2 separate regions of the Zea mays genome follow, and region 1 is linked to region 2. A link is a contact called in public Hi-C data. All regions are on one chromosome and are shown on one strand. Each heading gives the region's core, a stretch centred on a gene start, on an enhancer-like site or on the middle of the called end of the contact. The rest is flanking DNA. Distances are from core to core; before and after follow the strand shown.

What was found. Hi-C and Micro-C count contacts between places; a contact is called where the count stands out from the background.
Region 1: a Hi-C map of leaf shows a contact between it and region 2, with 3 times the contacts expected there. The contact joins two enhancer-like sites. A contact is called at or near these places in 2 of 25 Hi-C or Micro-C datasets (ear and leaf).

What each region holds. Positions count from the first base shown.
Region 1 is chr7:73,814,706-73,821,877 of Zm-B73-REFERENCE-NAM-5.0, forward strand. No RefSeq gene overlaps it. Among protein-coding and RNA genes, the nearest start is that of LOC103632455, 250 kb to the left of the region's middle. Within about 2 kb of position 4,271, at least 13 of the 20 cell types and tissues checked have an H3K27ac peak or open chromatin away from gene starts, as enhancers often do. A contact at or near this core is called in ear and leaf, where this site is marked.
Region 2 is chr7:72,947,147-72,954,572 of Zm-B73-REFERENCE-NAM-5.0, forward strand. No RefSeq gene overlaps it. Among protein-coding and RNA genes, the nearest start is that of LOC109940897, 55 kb to the left of the region's middle. Within about 2 kb of position 5,500, at least 20 of the 20 cell types and tissues checked have an H3K27ac peak or open chromatin away from gene starts, as enhancers often do. A contact at or near this core is called in ear and leaf, where this site is marked.

The DNA of each region.
Region 1 (7,172 bases), core at 3,021-5,520, 870 kb after region 2:
ACGCATGGCATTCATTATAGACATTATAGTTTCATCGCATCATCGCATTTCGAATGAAAAACTAATGAGAAGCTTACGATGCTTCGTTGTGAACGAAAAGAAGGGAAGGTGCTTTTCGCCTGTCGTCTCAAAAAGAATATCACGGTTTTGTCCACAACAAAGAAAATGGATACATCAAAAGGTAATACGACAAGTTATTTGTACATATTTACGAAAAAAATTTACATGTCATCCTTCATTGTTTTCCCATCAAATACAATGTGTTACACAATGAAGGTCTTTAAGAACATGTTTCAGGATTTCTTCATGAGCTTAGCTTTGGTTTTTCACTCCTCACCGGCATCAACCTGGAAACAACATAGTATCAATATTGAGGAATAACAAATAGGAAGAAGGTAGAAGAAAATAAAAAAAACAAAATTTTCATACTTCATCAAATAGTGATCGAGCTTTGTCTCCAGCAACTTCCCGTCCACCCTTCGTCCAAATCTAGGTAACAAATCTTTTACCCACACTTCTGGCTTCACCAGGTATGTTGCCCAGGTCAGACGGGAAAATGCTGAAGGTGGGCTTGTTAACGATCTTTAACTGATTCCACCAAGCTTTGGCGAAGATAGTAGCAGTCCATTGGGTAGCTACTAGTGCATAGAAATCACTATGTCCTACCATAACTTCGTCAAAATCACCAACTTCCTTTTCAATCCATTCAAGTGCCTTGGTAATATGATCAAGAGAGTTTTTGGCCTCTTCTGAAGCTGCTCCAACAGAGTTAAAAATATCCCGCAGTATTGAGGAGCATCAAGTTAGAAAACTGAAGCAAGTATCTCCAAGATTTTTCAAAGCTTCGGATAGTTTAGTATTCTTCTCGGCTTCGGTTTCGACTTTCAGTTTTAAATCTTTGGCTTCTTGGTTAAAACAGTTTACATTATCTTGGAAAGTTGATTTTGCTTTTTCAATTTCTCTACTCAATTCTTCGACTTTTTTTGCTTTGATCTGTAATCTGGATGTCTTATTTCTCCATTCGAAGGTGAGCTTCAGCAAGACTTGCCTCGGTAGACTCAAGTCTAGAGTCTCTTTCCTTCAACAAATCTTCAAGATTCTTAACCTTCTTCTCTAGATCATTGATAATAATTTCATTATTTTTGTCTTCGCATTCTTGTTGCACCTTTAAAGCCTTGCTTAGCAGGAAACTCTGTCACAAGTCCGAAGATACATAAGATTTTGACCATTAAAATTTGAAAACTAGTAAATTAGAGAAAAGAATAAAAGTATGTACCTTAAAATTTGAATACACTAAGCTGCCAGTGATGTGTTGTTTTCTGTAACACCCCTGGTGTTACGATAACTAAAACTCTGACATATCATCATAAACATTTGCATTAACTTACTTGTTACACCTATAGTGCATTCACTAAGTGAGGAGAAATTTTCTTGGCACAAGTGTGATGTGATGTATAGAGCATTAACTAAAATTTTCTTTGCACAAGTGTGATGTGGTGTATAGAGTATAGGGATTCGATTTAAAACTTTGCTTAAGCCAAGTGAGGAGAAATCATCTCTTAAGAAAGTCATGAGTTGACTTGGAGTCTTAATTACTAAAGACAAGTTTTAGAACCTAGAGTAACTTTGCTTTAGGTAGATGGATCAAAGGGATGAATCACCGGAAGAAATTGAACCACAGTTGAAACCATAAACTAGTGCTAAAGTTGAAAATTCAAAACCTAAATGAATTTGGCCATAGTTCATATATTAAAGTTGTAGAGCTTGGAAAAGTGAATAACTTTCTTATTTGGAGATTCCCAAGTTGTGTGGAAGAATTTGGAGTTAAGTACAAAAATTCAGTTTTGGGTTCATTTTGAAATTGTTCAAAATAATATCAACTAGTCAACTTTGAACCCTTGTAACTTCTGATCTAGAACCATTTGGAAGATGGTCATTATAACAAAGCTATAGGGCTACATGAGGAGTAAAAGTTTTGTTAAGTAAAATGGTCCCAAACCTATATGCAACTAGAAGAAAAAGTTATGCAAAGTGGAGCTGACAGATTTGGATTTCAGATTTTGTGCAACAAACTAAATCTGAATTTTAGTGTTTTTGGTACGACTTTGGAGCTTTCTTATGCACAATCCATAAGGTTTTGAACTATGGTTTATATATAGGAGTTGTAGACTATATGATGGGGAACAAATTTCTTTAAGAGAGTTGGGCTTGATCTCAAATAAAAGGTAGAGCAAAATCTTCCCAAAAGTCGATTGTTAGAGTTGCACTAGCTGAATTTGTCAGTACTGAAATCTGAATTTCAGTAAAAAGTGTCAAGTTTGGAGCTCATTGGTGATCAATCCATGTGTTTTTAGACTATATTTTCTATGGCAAACTTGGATATCAATGTTGGGGGAGTAAACCTTAGTAAGGGTCATGCCCCTAATGCAACTTGGAATTGGAAGGAAATGGTTCCCAAAGGCATGTCAAACTTTAATTTTAGACTTGGATCAGTTACCTAAAACTGAATTTCAGTGAGTTTTGCTCAACTTTGGAGCTTCCTTGTGACTAATCTTGGAAGTTTTGGACTGTGGTTTCTATAGAATAAGTGAAGACCATATATTGGTGAACAAATCTCCTTAAGTAGGTTTGGCTTGGTGCTACACAAATTTGGGAGAAATGTTGGTCCAAAGAGGGGTTGTCAGGCAAGAGAGCGCTACATATTGTTCAGTAATCCAGACTAAATTTCAGTCATGTTGGACTAACTTTGAAGTTTATTTGGGACTGTTCGGTGTAGCTAGGAGCTATACCTTGTATGGCAAAGTTGAAGACCATTGTTAGGTTCCTATGTCCTCTATAGGGAGATAATATTGGTGCTATGTAGAGTTGAGCTAAATACACCTAAACTTTCTTAGTCAGGTCCATTTGGTGCTGAACTATGTTCAGTTTAGCGAGGCAGTGATTTTGGGTTAACTTTGGAATAGGATAGCTCTTGATTTGTGAACTCTTGGCTTGGGGTTACTGTGTCAAGGTTGAAGAGGTGAGCAGGTTTGGTGAATTATGGTCAACCTGTTAGCATTGGAAGTTAGGTGTTTGAGAGGAGTCATTAGGGAGGGTTCAGTCGAGTTATTTGTTTCAGGGATTGATCAGACTCTGAAAAAGATCTTCACCCATGCCGTGCTCCACTTGTGCTGCTCTAGCTCGAATTGAGGATAAGAACGGGGGCACGAGGGGTACTAGGGGTGAGGAGTTTGACGTGGCTGACGCCTGAGTCGTGAGCAGCATGTGAGTTATCCACGCCGGTGACTCACCTGGTTGTTTATTTCTGGTTTGCTCGTCACTGATCCTGCCTACATGGCTTCGGCCTAATATCGAGCGTGCGTGGTACATATGCATGGACGCCATGTAAACATGTCCTAGCAGCTGCTAACAACGTACCACCCCAATCCTCCCAGATCTAGCCTCACCTTGAGCTGTGTCTGGCACTGTCTTTAGCTCAGTGTCGCTGCTGCCTTCGGGTTTAGCAAAATTCACCGTGCCCGCGAGTTCATCACCCAAATTGATAACACACTATGCTTCGCCACCCTCTTGCGCTTGTGTAACCACAACCCAGCCGCATGTCTTCACCCGAGCCCCCTGAGAGGCGTCTTGCCCTACTGTTCATCGCCGCGCTATCCAATTTCCGCCTCATCGTGGCTAGGTTTGTTTGACATTGTTCGATGCCTCTAATCCCGTGTTCCAGTCTCCCGTGGGTGTAATGTAGCTCATGCATCTGCCTGTTTAAACTCTACTACTCTAGGTCATCCAGAACGTGGCCACGACGTCGTCACTCATCTTCATGGGTCGCCTCATCGTCAGCCGGTCTATCCCCGCTTTCTCCAGTCTGATCTGCGTAAGCGTCATGGTGTGGGTGAGTTGCTGGTGCTTATATGCCTTAAATTTGAGCTCTGGTGTGCCCTCGCATTAGATTCGAGCTCGCCGGACATCGAGTTTCGCTGTGGCCATGGCCATCCGGGGTTCTATGGTGTTTTTGTGCGTTGTTGGGTACCGACGTGTTCGCCGAGCGTTGGGGAGCACAATGGTGCTCTTACCCAGGATGGAGAAGGCTCCGGCAGGGACAGTTGTTGACTCGCCGGCGTTCGGTTCGTCCGGAGTCGTGGATGAAGCATTGTAAATAGGAGGAGAAGAAAGGGTTTAAGTGAGAACGTCAGCCACTCAGTGAAACAGTGGATCAGGCTTAGATTCATTTTGGCGTTGTGGCAGGGGACTTTGCGCAAAAAAAGTAGGTGCTAGCGCGCGTGTAGCCAGCCATGGGCCGGCTTTGTCCTCTTGCGTGGCCGAGTGGCGAGATTGGGCCTGATATTGTTCCCAGTTTTGGTTTTTTCCTTTTCTGGAGAACTTGAGAATAGTGCCAAAAATAGTAGAAATTTCCAACAATCATGGGACAAATTTTGTTGGATGTCTAAAATCAAGAGCTCTCTGGTAAAGTTGGTTTTAGGATTTTTAGATCAGTTAGCAAAGTTTAAGTAAATTTAAGGTGCTCTTTGAAGGACTGTATTAATTTTAGAAATAAGAATAAAGAACCAAAAGTCATGAAAATTTTTGGAGAACCTTTTTATTAGCCGTTGAACACTTGGTAAAGGTTTGGGGCTGTTTGGAAGCTTTTTGCTCTAGAAACCCTTTAAGCCCCAAAATAGAGTGGTTAATCCCTAATCAAGTGTGGGTTAGTGCTTTGGAAAGGAGATAAGTTTATCTAGGGAAGAGATGTAGTTGCTTAAGAAGTTTTAAGCTTTTGGATGAGATCTAAGATGTATTAGTTCTCTGGTTTGCCTATGTGAATACGATTTGGCCACTTTTAGCAAGTGTTGGTGCTGTAGAACCATGTGTATTCTTGTCATGTGTTTATTTAGGAGTGTTTATGTTCCCCACCTCTCCTTGTGAGAGTTTGCATTTCATATCATTACATCATCATACATGTATCTCTATTTGACTTGTAGAACACCTAGAAGAAGTGGTGTTTAAAGGTGGAGCCTTGTCACACACGGTTCTGGGAGGCAAAACCGAATGCATAGCATATGTGGACCAGGACCTATTTTCCACATATATGTTGACGTCACAAGTGTAATATATCAAAAGACAATGCAATAAAGGTGTAAAGAGAGTAGAGTAACTTTATTACATCATCTGGATCATTGTATCTTAACAAGTATCACAATCAAAGTACGGCGGAACTAAACATGGACACTCTTCCACAGAAAGGTGACTGGCGCATCGTTAGACTTAAAACTCATCAACGTCATCTGCGAAGTCTTCGTCATCACCCTCTAATCAAAATATTAGCAAGGGTGAGCTCACTTATGGTCGGGGCTCAGCAAGTGGGGGAAATTAATGCAAGTTAACAAGGTAGGCTATGGATAAGAGGTAAGCATTTTAGTTGGTCAATATTTTATTAGCAACACCTGTCTTACTAATAAGTGTGTATCCCAAATATCCCAATTAATCAAAGGTATAAGATTATATCAAAAGCACTTAAGTGAAATCACTTAGGCAAACCACTGGTAGATCATCAGATCACGATTTATTTTCCATCTATAAGTTCAATTATCATATGAGGGTCCAGGTTGCTCTTAACCGTGAGCACGGCTGACATATCAGTTTTACACTCTGCAGAGGTAGTACAACTTTACCCACAAGCCATGTATCCCATCTAGCCTGGGTTGATCGGACTCGTAAACACTGCCGAGGTGAATGGCTAGGGATCCATTATGAGGCTTTCACAAAATATCCTTAGTACAAAGCCACCCGCTAAAGTTTCCATGTCAGTATTGATGGCCCTCTGGGTGAGGTAACTTAGCCAAGACTACACCCCATGTTAACATGAGCTGCCACCAAACCACTGTCGCCCCCTCTTGCCCATCTTTCAGGTAGGGTTGCTAAGCACTAAGTCTATAGAGCTAATTACCAAAGCCAGAGCCATGATAGCACTCGTGGTTGCACTGTTATCCTGGGTGGTCACCCCATGTTCCATTTAGCACAAAATGTTCTTGTTTAACCATTGGGTTAATATCATAATAAAACATCATTTCCGGAACATAGTATCATTAAAAGTGTGACATCATATTTATCAAGTTGAGCAATAGCAAAAATTGCTAAGCATAGCATTTATCTAGAGTAATTCAAGGAATAGGGTTGGTAATTCTAAGAAATCCTTATTTAGGCAAATCCCATCAAATTATGCAATATATCCAAAAAGTAAACATTATTATATGCATTATTTGGGTACAAATAGAAAATGCAGAGGGAGAATCCACTTGCCTTGCACGAAAGTGTCCAGTGGGTCGTCCTCAAACGAGTTTGGTTCATCTACCTCACAATCAACTTCTAGCATCGATTTGTGTATCGTACATACAAAAGAATATGTACGCCAAATAAATAAACATACACCATTACATGGGTAATAAATCACCATTACATATACATTCATACATCACACTATTGTACTCATAAATATATCTACAACATAAATATTTATTAATCCAATATATCTTCTACTGCGAGTTATTATTGGTGAAAATATGAGTAGGTGACTATGACACTAGTTTTATCGAGTATAATATAGATAAAAATGTGTTAACAAACTTTATGGTTAATTATTTTCTTTATTACTAATAATAGACTTTTGGGTTTTATCCTTTTCTATCTAAATAGAAATTATACGTATAGCTAGAAATGTTTATTTCTAAATCACCTTACATTAATATTCTAAGAATTAATGTAAATTACAAATTTTGGACTTTAGTAACATAATCATGGTTATTATGACATAACTAGATATTTTACTAATTCTAAGTAATCAAGTGCTATACTTATGAATACATTTATTGTAACACCCCAGTGTTACCCAAGGTTTTTCCCTCAATGCCCACATTGTGACCATTATAACATGTGAATTAAATTGAGCAAACGACACCAAAATTTAGAGGCAAGAACTTAATCAAGTATTTTTCACCCTACGAACCATACCCTGACCATATGAAGCTTAAGGAAGAAAGAAAATGCCAAAACCCTAACAACCCTTTCTAGAGGGCAATGGAGCACTGAAAAGAAAACTCAATAAAGACCAAGAAAACTACATTGTCATGACTTGGGCCAATTATAAAAGTTGTAATGCACAAAATATTCTACAAAAAATA
Region 2 (7,426 bases), core at 4,250-6,749:
GGAAATAAAAGTATGACGCGTTTCCTTTTCCACTACTTTCCCTAGGACTTTAAATCTCGGGACGAGATTCTTTTATGGGGGGGAGGATGTAACACCCCTGGTGTTACTGTCACTAAAACTTGAGCATAACATCATGTGCATGGACATATCATGTGTTTGTTATACCTAGAGTGCATTCACTAGGAAAGAATTCAAACAAAGTTGTACTGATATGACTTGATGTGTGGTTAACCCTAGGGTAAAGTACTTAACTTTAGATCAAGGCTTATGGATATAAGTGAAGCCCAAATATGTGAAAACCTCAAAATACATGAAACATGAACATAATATATCACATTTGAAGGACTTTAGTGACCCCAAAACCCTAAAGTGCTAAAAACCCTGAAAAGACCCGTGGAAAACCCTAAGATGGAACCCTAGGGGGCTAAGTGTAAATTTTGTGCACTTTTGGACCCAAGTGCAAAAACCAAAGTTTTAGAGCACCACAAATCATTTGTTTCATACATTTGAGGATTTGCAATTCAAATTATGGGATTTGGGCTTATTTGCAAAAAAACACCACTTAAGCCATATAAGCCTAAGTCTGAAATTCAGTGATTTTGAGGCATATTTGGAGCCTTATATCTCATAATCCATAAAGAATTTGCCTAGGGTCAATGCATCAAATTTGAAGAGCTACTAAAGGAGTATAACTTTGTTTAAGTCATCAGACACAAGTGTTGTGCAAAAGTTGGAGTTAAATGGACAGAAAGTTGGGCTCTCAGTCAGCTCAGAATCTGAAATCTTACTAACATTGGTTTGGGATGAACTTTGGGAGCTCTTTTGAAGATAATCTAGTGAGTGTTTGACTTTGGCTACTATAGCAAGATTGTAGCTGGATTATAGAGCTAGAACTTTGTTACAGAGAAATTAACAAGTTGTCATATAGAAATCAGAGATCTAGGCCTTACAAAACGCTCGGTCAGACAGACTGAATGAGATCCTGATGGTACAGTGTCTGCAGAAATATCTCAGGTTCAGCCCCCTCGCCGCCGGTGATCATGCGCTCGGATTCACGCCGGCGCCGCGATTCACGCCCAATTAAACACAGATAACGATCCTCGGGTGAAAAGATCCCGTCGTGGATGAACTTGGAGCACACTAGTTGCTCTGTCGCTCATCCACTTGCCGGCGACGTGGCCGCGCGACCATCACCGTAGTGCCACCGTCCCTCGCGGTTAAGCCACACCGTCAGCCATCTTACCACGTCACAATTGATCACAATACACAACCCTTCTATTGCTTAAGGCCTTGCCACGGTAACAGCCACGGTCACCGCGCCTGTGACTCAGTCCCTCTCTCTGGCCGCCACCGCGTCATGCCAAATTCAAGAGCCACCCCCTCGGGTCCTATAAAATGAGCATGTCATCGGCTCTGCTAGGTAGTCACGCACCCAATACACCAGCCCGTGCCTCGGATCGTCCACCAGAGCGCCCCAATTTGAGATTTCCCCCAAATCGGTCAAGGACACCGCGTGTGCGAGCTCGCCGCGGTCAGCCCTTCACAGGTCCGATCACGCCTTCCTAGCTCTTGTTTTATCACTTAGTATGCCCTTGATGCTTCTCGACCCAGCCAATTGAACTAGATCGTGCTAGATCACCGGGAACACTTCGGATCATCCTCGGTTTGCACCATCACCGTGGACATAGTGATTAAGAGCCATAACCTTGCAATTGAGTCAGGGGAAAGGGTCATTAGGAGTAAAATTGGGTGTCAGCCACACCAGAACCCTAGTCATTGCGTTTTCCGGCCGGTCTTGGCTCGCCGGAGCCACTGCTCCGCCGTCCTCGGTCGGGGATCGCGGGTTGTGAAGAATTAGAAAGTGAAGGGTCTCGGTGTAAATGTCAGTGACACATTAAAATAGTGTGCGGGACTATTAACGGGTTTTCAAATCACCAGGGTCCCCAGTGCAAATCCGGCAACGCGGGCGCGTTCTGCCTGTATTGGGCTGACTCGGGCTAAATTGAGCCCATTACTGTTGGTGCTTTTCCTTTTTCTTTTTCTGCCAGACTTAGGAAATCCGTAAAAAAATAATAAAAAAATGCTAAAAATATGAGACCAATTTTGTTGAACTCCTAAATTTCTATAGTATTTAACAAAAATAATTCCAAGATTTTTAGCCTAAAACAAGAATTATGTAATATTTAAAAAGGCCTAAAACTAGTCTTTTTGAATTTTATAAATTACTAGATAGCTCCAAAAATCATAAAACTTTTTGGGTGAACTTATTTTGGTACTTAGGACCCATGGGCAAAGTGTGATTCGTTTTGGACATTGTTTGGTTCTCAAACTCAAAACCATAGCACCTTAGGGTAAAAATGTCTAACCCTACTAATGTACTGACCTAGAAAAACCCTAGTTACCCTAGTGCACCGTGAAGGAAAGTTGTATTCAAGATACAACTTGATACATCTTTTCAATTATTGAATTTTCATAAGCATTACATAAGCATTCATGGTTATATATGGTTATATATAGAGAACGAGGAAGAAGTGACTGTTGAAGAGGAAGAGACTACTCCATCAGCAGAAAATCCACCTGCCGACAACACAAGGCAAGCCCCGGTGCATTTGCCACCTCCTCTGTTTAAAACTCTTTATCACTTGAATGATGCATTAGGTGATAGGAGTTGGGTGTTAAACCAATTGTTGCATTTCCTTCCTTGGAATTTTTTACCATTCTTGATTACCTGTTTTATTAAAAGGTTTTTAGGTGCTTAGTCTTGCTTTAGAAAAACAAATGTTTTGTTTTAAAACAAAAGGTGATGCTTCACAAAGGAAGGGATGTTTTCAATGGGAGTGGAGAGATGGCGAGAGTAGCGTGTACCCTCCGTGGCAAGAGGCTGGACGGTGGTGTATCTGTGCTCTCGGTTGGCGTGAACCCGGTCTGGTCTTAAGAACCTAGGTGGCGAGTTGACATATGCAAGGGTTAAGTGCTACATATGTCGTGTGATTGGAGATCCCCAGCTGGGTATTTATCGATTCAGATCGTCGTTACTTCTCGGAAATGAAGACTTGGTCACTGACTTACACGTAGCATTCCAGTGAACAAGAAGGGTTGATAAAAGGATGGCTAGTATAGGCCAAGTGCTTGACCTAGGGTAGAAAGAACTCTAGTGACAGGTAATGACTTAACTTGCTAATAAAACTGGATTTTTAAGGATCCACTATTAGTAAGCATTTTTGCAAATAGAGTCTTGATTCTTGATTAAGCCTTACCTTGACTCCCTTAAACCAACATATCCTTGAGAGTCTTTTCTTTTGACGAGTAAGACTTGCGAAAGTACACTTCGTACTCAGGGTTTTCGAACCCATGTTGTTGTAGGTGATGAAACAACAGACTTTTGCTGTTTTGCACTAAGGTGCTGCCCAAGGATGTGGTGCCCAAGCATGAACCTCAACAGTAACGTGGTTGCGGAAGGACGTGGTCCTTCCTTTTGAAAAACAATATACTTTTATGTGGGAGGGGTTTTTGCCTCCTAGGGTTGTAATAATAATTCTTATGCACTCTTATATCCTGGTGATGTAATAATAATACTCTTTCTATATTTTAATGAATGTAAACTAAGTTATTGTAATTCGCTTCCGCTTATTCGTACCTCCGATGTGTTGTAATATCTGCGTGACGGGTGAAACACTCTTGGGAAAAGTAAAGGATACAGATACCGAATTTGTCGAGTGATTTTGTGCATCTACATGGTTGTCTGAGGTCCGATGGACAAGGACAACTGTAGGTGGGCCTAATGACTTGGGAGGTTATGACATGTTGCATCATGCTGAGCTTAAATACCCTTTGAATTGTTGCACATGGTTGAATTAGTTTGAATTTGAAACTTGATTTGAATTTGAATTGAAAACCCTAGAGAAAAAGAAATGGAAAAGCAATTAGAAAATCTAGGGAAAAAGAAAAACCAAAAGCAGCCCAAGCCGGCCATCCAGTCTAGTGGGGTCGCGCGCCCGCGCCGCCTGACAGGTGGGCGCCACCTGTCACCGACAGTTTCTGCCACGCGGACTCAGTCTCTCCCTCTCTCTGCCTAGTAGGGCCAGGCTATCGGCGCCAGTTCTCTTCGCCCGCGTGCCCCTCTTCCCTCTCGGCTTTGCCGGCCCGCTCTACCAGACGCCGAGTCGTTGCCCCGTGTGCTCGCTCTTTCCCTCGCTCGGCCATGGGCCTCCCCTGTCAGTTCCGCCTTCCCCGCGTCCCGACGTGGAGCAGCGCGCGCACTCGCGCACGTCGCCGGAATCCTCGGCCACGTCGCCTGCCCACGCCCCCAGCTCCTTTTTTAGCACCGCCCGCGCCCACACTCACTCTCTCGTCCCATTTCACACAGCCCCGCTCCCTCTCGTGCTCTGCCCACGCCGCTCAGCTTCGCCGGAGACCCACGCCCGTCGTGTCGGTCTTCTAGCACGTCGGAGGCCACGCCAAGCGACCTCGAGCTCCGTCCCGAGGTGAGACACCCACCCCCGTGCTTGGTTTTTCCTATTTGTGCCTTCCTTTAGCCAATTTGGCCGCGCTTGCTCGCCTCGTGTAAGGCCCAAAACCTGTATAAAAAATAATAATAAAATAAATATATGAAGAAAATAAAATAGCAAATTCAAATATCTTAAATTATACTTGAGAGATGAAAATTAAGGACTGAATTTCGAAAACCAAGAAAGATTTTAGAAAAGAAGTAATAGAAAAGTTTTCTATTCAACCAAATGATGATGCAAATCATTAAATGATGAGCATAAGCATTTATTTACATGAGTATTTAATTTTGAAGTAAATTTTACTTCTTATCCCACATTCAAAATACTATTTTTCTAAAAAGTAAGAAAACAATATGAGTGTGTTTCATATTTCAAACATCTACCAAACAAATAAAACAATTAAAATAAACATATATCTATTGCTTCACAATTGATTTCGAGTATGCATTAAAATTTTGAATTCCTCAACTTTATCTTGGATTTGGATTTTAAATTTGTAAATCAAGAGAGAATGAGAAGGGAAATTTTAATGAAACCATTTACTCCTTCCATAAATAAATAATAAGGAAAGGAATAAATAATAATATTGTAAACTATAGATGTTATAATCACATTACCATTAACTTTGGCACTTGGGAATATGAAGTTCAAAATGGGAGTTTGAATTTGAATTTTATTGGAATAGAGAATAAAAAATAAATGAGAAGGGAAAGAAAGAAAAATATGTACTATAAAAAGAAAAATAATATTAATGCAAAAATAAAAGTATATGATCGATAGGGATAGGTTTGATATTTGAAAATATGAAAGTCAAAACAGAAAAGTTGAAACAGGTTTGAATCTGTAATGGGAATTTAAAATTTGAAATAGAAATCATAAAAATAATATAGGGAAAAATAGGCAAACCGCGCATGGGCCAACTCTAGCACCGCTCGGCCCAGTCTCTTGCACGGCCTAGCCCCATTTCTTGTTCCGCACAGCCCACCCTATGCTTCTTCCCGTTGCTTTTGTTTCGGTCGCTTACGTGTGGGCCCTCATGGTCGGACTCATCTCCCGCACTACAACAGACCGTGCGACCCAGGCTCTCGGTTCATCGACCTCGCGTGAATCGCGCCGTGGCGTGCGAGTGGAGGTGACCGGAATATCGGAAATCCGTTGAAGCTTACCGGCCGCCTCGATATATACGTGCGCCCTCGGCACCCTACCGCCTCTAGCCCAGCCCAGGATAGTAGTGGTGCCATGGCCTCCTGCATAGCCCCATCCACGGAGGTCGCATCCCTGCGCTTGGGCCACGCTCGGCCTCATCCCCAGTCGAGTCGATGTCTCTGATTCTGCAGTTGACGCACAACAACCCACGCCGGCCACCACCCTCCAGGCCTCGCGATCTTCTCCCATGGTGCTCGGCCCCGCGCTCCTTGTGTCGACATCCGCCTACTTCCCTAGGCCCTCGTTGTTGTACCACTCCCTGTCCCTGGGTCGAGTTGGTGCTTGCCAATCGAGGTGGGCAGGATGGAACCGCCGCCGGGGGAACTCCGATTCGCCGTTCCCCAAGCCTCTTTCGTGGTCCGGGTGGCAACCTGGGCGTTGTGAAACCTCTCATCGGCGCCGCATTGACTGCGCTTGCTGTCCACCCATCGCGACCCGGAAGTCTCCGTTCGTGTAAAGCCCAAAATTGGTAAAAAAAACAATAATAATAATAATGTAATAGATAAATAAATTTAAGAATCGTCCTTTAATGATTTTTTGAAACCTTCTTGTATTTCTAATGCCCTTGAATGTTTAACTTCAAAAAGAAAAGAGGAAGGAAATTGTATTAAAGTTATTTACTATTGCTAGAATTAAATAGGAACAATTGGATCTATACCATTAAAAGATCTAAACTTTAGATATATACCATGAACCCCACATACCATTGACTCATGTGGACCCACATGTAAGTGAGATAGTAATGGTATGGATCCAAAGTGGTGATCTTTTAATGGTATGGATCCAAATTTCCCAATTAAATAGTGGGAAGAAGAATAAATAATATACAAATATAATTTCAAAGAGCAAAAGTATCATTCAAGATAGAATTGTGAATTCAAAGTTCAAAACATGAATTTAAATTTAGTTTGGGATTTGAGAATAAGAGAAAGGGGAATAGAAAATAAAATAGAGAAGGAAAGAAAAGGATATTATACAACACCAAAATAAGATTATAAATAAATAAATTCATCTTATTTTTGGGTAGGTTCAAATTGCACTTTTAACTTGGGAATAAATTTGACACAAGATTGGAATTTAAAATTGAAAGGGAAATTTGAATTTGGAAAGGAAGAAAAGAAAAAAAGAAAAATAAAAAAGGGGCTTCTAAGCTAAATGGGCCGGCAACCATCCTAATCGGCCCATTTTCCCCCTCCTCTTTCTTGTATGCGCGCCTGCCCCAAACCCTAGCCGCCATCCACTCATTCGCGTGCCACGTCACTGGCACGGTGGGGCCCTTATGTCGGTCTCACTGGCAACTTGTGCCCACGCGCCAGTCGTAGCTTGCCGCTCCTACGTTGTCGCTGCAGTGTGGGACCAGTTGGTCAGCGTTCACCTGCGGAGCGAGCCACGTGCCTCGGAACTAGGTGCTGTCAGGTGGGGCCCGAAGACCAGGCCGTCGGCTTCAACCACTTCGACCGAAGTTGCGGGCGCAATCGTCGACAATCCCGGTCTTCGCGCGCGGCCATGGGGCATTCCCTGGGGCGTGCTTGGACTCGGCCTCTTCAGCTATAAAGGCGGGACCCTACCCTCGTGACCCTCCTGTTGCGTCCAAGTCTAGGAACCCATAGCCATTAGTGAGAGAAAGGAGTTTACCGCCGCAAAGGGGTGGCGCTCCATTGGGCGATCGGCGGTGAGGTCTAGTGTGGTCTTGCGGCGTCGCCTGAATCACT